2 separate regions of the Bombyx mori genome follow, and region 2 is linked to region 1. A link is a contact called in public Hi-C data. All regions are on one chromosome and are shown on one strand. The core of a region is the stretch at or near the end of the contact, and the rest is flanking DNA. Distances in the headings are between cores, read along the strand shown. Region 1 overlaps LOC101736826 (phospholipid phosphatase 2). Region 2 overlaps LOC101736692 (phospholipid phosphatase 2).

The links. A called contact is a pair of places that touch in the nucleus more often than the background predicts.
Region 2: a Hi-C map of middle silk gland shows a contact between it and region 1, with 4 times the contacts expected there. The contact joins two enhancer-like sites. A contact is called at or near these places in 2 of 7 Hi-C or Micro-C datasets (middle silk gland and whole pupa).

Annotation. Positions count from the first base shown.
Region 1 is chr19:3,908,299-3,912,470 of ASM3026992v2, forward strand. The region is part of intron 2 of LOC101736826 (phospholipid phosphatase 2); the gene reads right to left. Among protein-coding and RNA genes, the nearest start is that of LOC101736826, 28 kb to the right of the region's middle. Within about 2 kb of position 1,708, at least 4 of the 8 cell types and tissues checked have open chromatin away from gene starts, as enhancers often do.
Region 2 is chr19:3,994,852-3,999,149 of ASM3026992v2, forward strand. LOC101736692 (phospholipid phosphatase 2) reads left to right here. Exons shown (of 7, transcript XM_038017751.2): 3 at 3,974-4,128. Among protein-coding and RNA genes, the nearest start is that of LOC134200656, 26 kb to the left of the region's middle. Within about 2 kb of position 1,275, at least 2 of the 8 cell types and tissues checked have open chromatin away from gene starts, as enhancers often do.

The sequences.
Region 1 (4,172 bases), core at 458-2,957:
TAACCAAAGAGAAAATCTGTTTTACGTTAGGTGCCAATGTTTGTAATGATGCCAATGATGATTGGGCGAACACTAGTTATTTAAATTAGATTTAACTAAGGTCATGTTTTTTTTTTAAATCTATATTTGGACCCGTTAAAGGTCAGAATGGTGCGAGACAAATATGGCGGTATATTAACTAGGTACGCCAGTTTTCGGGTCAACAACCTTCATGAACATAGAATTAAAATTGCATACAACAATTCTACGTCGTTTTTTTTTTGCTAGATGTTTCCAATGATTGAGTTAGTTGAAATTGTTTGAAATGTAAGTCCAGTGTAATGCGATAGCACATCAAAATTAACACTAATTAGGTCATTTTGCAGCGTCTGTTTAGCTCTTCATATGTTCATATGTGACATTCCCATAGAACAGGGTTGTCAGGTTTCATTTTTTTTTAATGCCCTTGTAGGCAGACGAGCATACGGCCCACCTGATGGTGAGTGGTTACCGTCGCCCATGGACTTCAGTAATGCCAGGGGCAGAGCCAAGCCGCTGCCTACCACTTAATACTCTCCACAAGCCTCGTTTGAAGAACATGTCATAGCGCTCGAGAAACACCGTGGAGGGGAGCTCATTCCATAGCCAGATGGTACGTGGCAAAAAATACCTCTGGAAACGCACTGTGGATGACCGCAGTGGCTCCAGGTAGTATGGATGAACTCTACTCCGGTGGCGGGCGGTGCGATGGTAAAAACGAGATGTCGGTATCATCTCGAACAATTCCTCAGAGCACTCCCCATGGAACAAACGATACAAAACACAGAGGGAACCGAAGTCCCTCCGCAGACCCCAGAGGTTCCAAACGATCCGTGATATTGTCTCGGATTTCCCGATTTTTTATAGTCTATCACTTTATATTGCTTCTTCTTCTTAGTCCCATACTTCATTGCTGAAGGTCGTGTCCTTAAAAAGCCCACGTGGCTCTTTGTACCATCATCTTCTATTTCGTTTCGGCTTCTCCCAGGACGGTTGTTCCAATTGCTAACTAGTATAAAACTAAGTTAATTTCAAATTAGAAATTAGCACATCTCATTTTTTACATGTAAGTTATACGCTGCATTTTTTTTTAGTATTGCACTTACGAAACATTTGGTATTGTTACGACACCGTGACGGAAATACTGTCATACCGCTAATGAAAAAAACATAGGGGAGATCGTTCCGGTCCGTAGGTGCGTGGGTGATATCTCTGAAAACGCATTGTACGTGATTTTATACTAATAAAGGCGATGGGATTTCATGGGCACGATAATAGCTATTTTTAGTCGAACCAAACCACAGATATATGAGTGAAAGGGTCTGATTACGCCTGACTTTGAAATAAACTATTTTTTTTTTTAGATCGCTGTACGAGCTCACAGCCCACCTGGTGTTGTGGTTACTGGAGCCCAAAGACATCCACAACGTAAATGCGCCACCCACCTTGAGATAAGTTCTAAGGTCTCAGTATATTTACAACGGCAGCCCCACCCTTCAAACCGAAACGCATTACTGCTTCACGGCAGAAATAGGCAGGGTGGTGGTATCTACCTGTGCGGACTCACAAGAGGTCGTACCACCAGTAAAAAAGTTCTCTTCTCAAATTTTCCTAACTTAAGTGCTCGCAGTAGTCAAACCGTTGTCTACGACATAGAATTAAATGTGATCATTTGAATAAACAAAGATACAAGCTTGTGTTGAAAATCACGCCATCTATTGCACGTTCGTGGTACTATGCCGGAAACATTGCCTAAAGGCAAGTGACAAAAGAAATTATTGAATTATTCTCATTTAGAATCACAACTCTGAAGTACTCTGGTACTAGGAAGAAGAATAATTATTGTTCCTCATTATTCCTTACAGTACGTTAGTATGTGAGTACGCAGAGGCATCAGTATGCAGCTATATTTTGAGCCGCGCGGGTAGGTTAGCTAGAGAATAGGCAGGATGGCGGCATTATATAACAGTAGAACAGCCGTTTGGCAACACGGTTGAATATTCGGCCTCATGTCTCAAGGTGGCTATGATAGGCAGCGAGCATGTCCACCCATCCGGTGCAATCGCAATCCGAGAATCGCTTCGAAATCGCGCGTGCTCCCACCGAACCACAAGGACTAGTTAAGTAATCTAATAAATGATTTTACAATTACGCCAACTACAATTAATTAAACAACTAAAATTTACATTTATATTTGAATTAAATTCGTTTAATTCGTGAGAAACGTCCGAGCTTTCGTGGAGATATTCTAAACAAATTTTATAGTAGGACTAGCGACCCACCCTCGCTTCGCTTCGGAAACATTAAAACACACATGAAATCAAAAAAAAAAAATAAAAAAAATAAAAAAAAAAGTAGCCTATGTTCATCAGGGACAATGTCGGCTTCTAATGGAAAAATAATTTTTCAAATCGGTCCAGTAGTTTCGGAGCCTATTCGAAACAAACAAACAAACAAATCTTTCCTCTTTATAATATTATTATAGTATAGAGTATAGATTAAAGATGCTAATGATACAAGCGCGTATACTAAGATGGGGACTCAGTACATCATGAAGTTTTGAACATTTAATTGTGACGACTCTTATTCGTTTTTCAGACGTGATTTTCGCCGAGATCTTTCAAAATCTTCAAAACAATACTTCCCTACAAACCATACCTACTTACGCCTCACGTAAGTAACTTGAATGTAACACGAACTTATAATTTGAGTGCTCGTATGTAAGTACTTAAGTTTTTTTTCTATTGCTTAGATGGGTGGACGAGTTCACAGCCCACCTGGTGTTAAGTAGTTACTGGAGCCCATAGACATCTACAACGTAAATGCGCCACCCACCTTGAGATATAAGTTCTAAGGTCTCAAGTATAGTTACAGTTACAACGGCTGTCCTACCCTTCAAACCGAAACGCATTACTGCTTCACGGCAGAAATAGGCAGGGTGGTGGTACCTACCCGCGCGGACTCACAAGAGGTCCTACCACCAGTAGAAAATAGTATAGTAAGTGAATGAGATTTAAAAAAAAATTAAGTAGATCTGTGTCATAAAATATTTATAAAATATTTTATCTTTTTGTTTTGTTTGTACGCGACACCGTTAGTGTTGCGAACTTAGCTGTTTCTTTGTTTTTTTAAAATGCTTTTACTAACTTCGTGTGTATTATTTTTTATGATTGAAGTTTTACTGGTGGCCCGGAGGCCTTTCCAGTTTCACCAGGACAGGTGGGCGAGCACGAGCTCTGCTTTACTACTGGAGTGCTCTGCTTTACTACTTACTGGAGTGGGATTTACTAACAGCTACCAGTGTGCTTAGTGTGAGTTTTTTAACGTTCTCGATAGCGTAAAAGTTAACTCAAATTTGTATGGAATGGGATCGTTTGCCTACGTTTGCCGTTAGGGGCGCTGTTCCAACTGCATACAAAATTGGGTTAACTTTTACGCTGTCGTGAACGTTAAAAAATCCATACTAAGCACACCGATATACATAATATGTATATTCATTTATTTGTGCGTAATTAAATCTTTTAACTTTAGTTAGACACTCAACGATTTCCTCCTATCGATTAACTTGGAAATATTTCACACGCATCAAAGACGATAAGTTCATAAATTCGCTCTAAAAATCCAATACCAATGGAATAAAATAAAAGTTAAATTCAATGTTATTTCGGTTTGGTATTTAAGCAAGTTTTTAAGTTACTTTTTTCTTCCAATAAGTTACGTAAACTTTCGCGGCATACAACAAAGCATTTTAAAACGTGAAAGGAAAGGAAGTTAATCTCAAAGCCCTTCTTTGGTTGAGTTAGTATCGTTATTATTAATATAGACATCGCGACATAAATGCCGGAACCTACATCGAAACACGAGACCGTAGCTTCAATTGGACTAGATTATCGGTTACCCTAATACTTACACCGGCACAAGTGGATAGATTGCTGAAGCAAAAGGGAGAGGACCGATCTCCAATTATCTCAACGTAGTCACAAAAATCTTACATTTATTTGGTTTAAATTATTCCATTGTATTCGGGCGTAAGTGTAATCTTATGACGATTCCTTAATAAGTAATTATGTGTATGTACATAAAGCAATTATGTAATTAACAAATAGTGTCTTCACCAACGCTCTTAATTTGTTGCCGCGACAGAAATAAAAAAT
Region 2 (4,298 bases), core at 25-2,524, 86 kb after region 1:
GCGCGTCCCAAATTTTCCTCCAAAAATCCAATTCTGAAAATGTAAGTCGAGGAATTTGTTAATTTATCGAATTGACTAAAACATATTACGAGACGCTACACACAAGGTTTCCGTAAACACAATTAATCACTGTTTTACTTTCTTTTTAAACAAGTTAGATTTCAAACATTAAATTATTAGTTTCTTGTTTATAATACAGCGCCATCTGTTATCGAATAGCGAAACTACCTGTTTTATCAAGATCTTTTACGTTTTGCGAATTGCATTTATGAAAACAAATATATACTACGCAGTTAACAATGAAATAAATCACCAATCCTTTGTTTATAAATAAAACCACCGTCGACTGCAAGCTTGTTTCAACGTATTCATGTTATACTCTGCAATTCATTAATTACAAATGCAATCAATCACATTACTTTATTAGGCTTTTCTTATTTATTTATTTATGTACACACAAAAAAGAAGCCATAAGTAGTACAGAGTAATAGGAAAAATATGTTCAAAGGCACTGCTTATTTCTTTAAGAAATCTCTTCCAGCAGACCTGCGAGAGGATTTTATGAGAATAATAATTAAAAGTGATGAGTGTGTGTAGAACAGCTAAACTAACAAACTAAAGCTAAAATAACAGCGCTAACTACCACACCACCGAGACAGTTAGTTTTACATCGACCACTCGCAAAAATCGAAGGAACTACGAAAATTTGAATAAGTTAGAATTCAGTGATTCTCAACCACTGTTCCGCGGCACTTTTGTGTGCCGCAAAATTTTGCGAATATATAATAATGTTAATATTATTAAATTATATAATTTTAAAAGAAAAATATTTTAAGAATGAATATATATTTAAATCCACAAAAAAAAAAATTATAGTATATTTTAGTTTATTTCGTATATTAAAATTTATTGATAAACTATTTATGCAGTGTGTTGTAGTAAGTAAATAATTTTTATCTTTTTTTTTGTGTGCCGCCAAATTTTGAAATCGTTAAATATGTGCCGCAACAAAAAAAAGGTTGAGAATCACTGAGTTAGATGAACGAATCACATTTTTTACGCAGACGCTATTACATATTTCTTCAAGTTAGAGCCTCATGAGCTCGCCTTCTCGTTCTGCGAATCTAGTATAATCTATCGAGGTTACTAGGATTGGTAATAAAAAAAAAGACGCTATTATTACATCACACGAAATCACCGCGGGTAGTTAGATGACAACGCACATCCGCCGCGCGCTCGGCGGGCTGTGAGCCGACATTGACTTTGAACCCAATGGAAGGGGCTCGTGAATTGGCCCCCAAAGTAACACGTGTGTCGTAACACGAGTAACGTGCGTTGTTATATAAAAGTTAATCTAGATTGTATCCAGTACTCGCCCAGTTACGCTGACATAAGCCCATTTTTTACTGGTGGTAATACCTCTTGTGAGTCCGCACGGGTAGGTACCACCGCCCTGCTTATTTCTGCCGTGAAGCAGTAATGCGTTTCGGTTTGAAGGGTGGGGCAGCCGTTGTAACTATACTGAGACCTTAGAACTTATATCTCAAGGTGGGTGGCGCATTTACGTTGTAGATGTCTATGGGCTCCAGTAACCACTTAACACCAGGTGGGCTGTAAGCTCGTCCACCCATCTAAGCAAAAAAAAAAATAGTTCACCATCGAAGGTAGAAAAAAAAAGATCCATTATGACAACGATCGCAAATGACTGATCTTATGTTTGCGTGAATTTAGACATATTAAACTAAATTATAATAAGTTTGGTGTTTTTACTTTAGCTTCAGCAAGTTGCAATACCTAAAGTATGCTTATATATTGCAATTAAATGGAACATTAAAAACTGATAAACGTTAATAAATCTCCGTTTGTTACTCAAAACTTAAACACGATAGAGTAAATTTTGTTGGATTTCCAATCAAGCCACTACAGTTCTTCTTTTAAAATGTATGTATTACGTAAGTAGTTCTTAATCGGATATTGTTTTCCAGTTTTGACTATTAACCATTTGAACATTGAGACGAATTATGTATGTAGCAAACGTCAATTAATAGCAAATTAAAACTCGCATTACAAAACGTATCCTACAAAATATCTTATAGCTTTTTTTTTTTTTTTTTTTTTTTTTTTTTTTTTTTTTTTTTTTTTTTTTTTTTTTTTTTTTTTTTTTTTTTTTTTTTGGTCAGGAGGAAATCGCCGGACTTCCGCCCTCCCCTGGGGATGAAGGGCGGGGCATGTCGGAGTCGAACTGAGTAAAACCTCCTGTCGCTCAACAACCCGCGTCCGAACCTCGCATGAGACAGAACCCATGAAAAGGCAAAGAGGGGAAAGTGAAGCGTTTAGTGCGGAGCACATCTCTCCCATCACCCTCCCCCTCGGGACGCCGGACCGGTGGTCGTCGGCGCCACGACCACCAGCCCTCTCGGTCGGCAGGCTATCCGGAGCCCGCCTAGATGGCGCCGGTTAGAATGGGTTATCCTACGGAATACCCCGCTGGATCAAAACCAGCGTGGGTCGAGGATAGCCGGCCTTCCATCACCCGGATGCTCTTGCGTAAAACGCGTGCAGAGCAGCTTGCACGTCGTCTTCTTAGGCCCCCTTTGCCGGTCCCCAGACCGACGTGTAAAGGGGACCCGAAACACTTAGAGGGCCAGGGCTTGGGCGATATCCGCCTCCCTGGCCCCCGCTCGACGGCGGCGGGCTTGCGCGTCTCTCACGCGCCCCGCCGCCTCCTTCTGCGAGATGGTGCACTCGCAGAAGTCGAGCATCGCCTTCCACGACTCGTCGTCGCCGAGCATCGATGCCACAACACTCGGCAACGACAAGTCGTTTCCTATTCTTGCGACGAGGACACGGCGCCACCCCTCCCATGCGGGGCAGGCAACGAGCGTGTGCTCTGCCGTGTCCAAGTCGCAACCACAATGGTGGCACTCTGCCGTCGGCTCGGCTCTGATCCGGTGCAGGAACTCACCGAAGCAACCATGCCCAGTGAGCACCTGCGTGAGCCGGAAAGTGAGGCGTCCTCTGTCACGATTCGCCCAGTCCACAAGGACTGGGCGAATCGCCTCGACGGTCCTACGACCAGCCGAAGGATCGGCCAGCCGCCTGGACCATGATTCCAGCATCTTATAGCTTTAAACGAAGTCGTCGTGGCCTAAGCGATAAGACGTCCGGTGCATTCGTGTTGAGCGATGCACCGGTGTTCGAATCTCAGGCGGCTACCAATTTTTCTAATGAAATACGTACTCAACAAATGTTCACGATTGACTTCCACGGTTAAGGAATAACATCGTGTAATAAAAATCGAACCCGCAAAATTATAATTTGCGTAATCACTGGTGGTAGGACCTCTTGGGAGTCCGCACGGGTAGGTACCACCATCCTGCCTATTTCTGCCGTGAATCAGTAATGCGTTTCGGTTTGAAGGGTGGGGCAGCCGTTGTAACTATACTGAGACCCTTAGAACTTATATCTCAAGGTGTGTGGCGCATTTACGTTATAGATGTCTATGGGCTCCAGTAACCACTTAACACCAGGTGGGCTGTGAGCTCGTCCACACAACTAAGCAAAAAATAAAAAAAATAAAAAAAAGGGTGCGCGTAAGAAGTTTACTTTATTTTTATTAAGTTTTTTTTTTTTTTTTAAATATTAAATAATTAATAATAAATATTTAACGTTAATAATTTAATAATATTTAGTATGAATTATATTAAACAATAATTTTGTCATTTATTTTACTAAAAAATGAATGCTAATAACACTTTTTTTTACGAGTGCGAAAGTTCACCTGCGCCTATGTTCAGACTCGCCAAGTTACGTCGGTCGTATCGTGGGCAACTTCATTCTGTTAATTTTGTGTCACGGTGCGCGCGCATCGTAAAATTTCACTCTCATCAATTTTTTATAACGCGCCTAAAGAAGTATAACTTCAAAAAATTGTTTATGATTTATACTGAAAACAAATTTCATTGTCAAACAGTGCTTGCTCTCATCGGTTTGTTCGAGTTGGGCATCATACCGAACAGAAAAGCGGGTTTCTTCTGTAACGATGCTGCTATATCCTTCGACTACACAGGAGAGACGGTGACCAGCCTCATCCTTATGACAACTATATTCATAATACCTATCGGAGTTGTAAGTAGTTTACTAGCACTTTCTTCTAAATTCATGTGTAGTCTATAGTCTATGTTAGTATAGTCAGTGTATAGTCTATGTACTTATTCTTTTTTATTTTTTGGATACGGCACGGTTTGTGCATTAGCCCAACGTTAAGTAATAAGATTTTATAATTCGCCGTTATTATA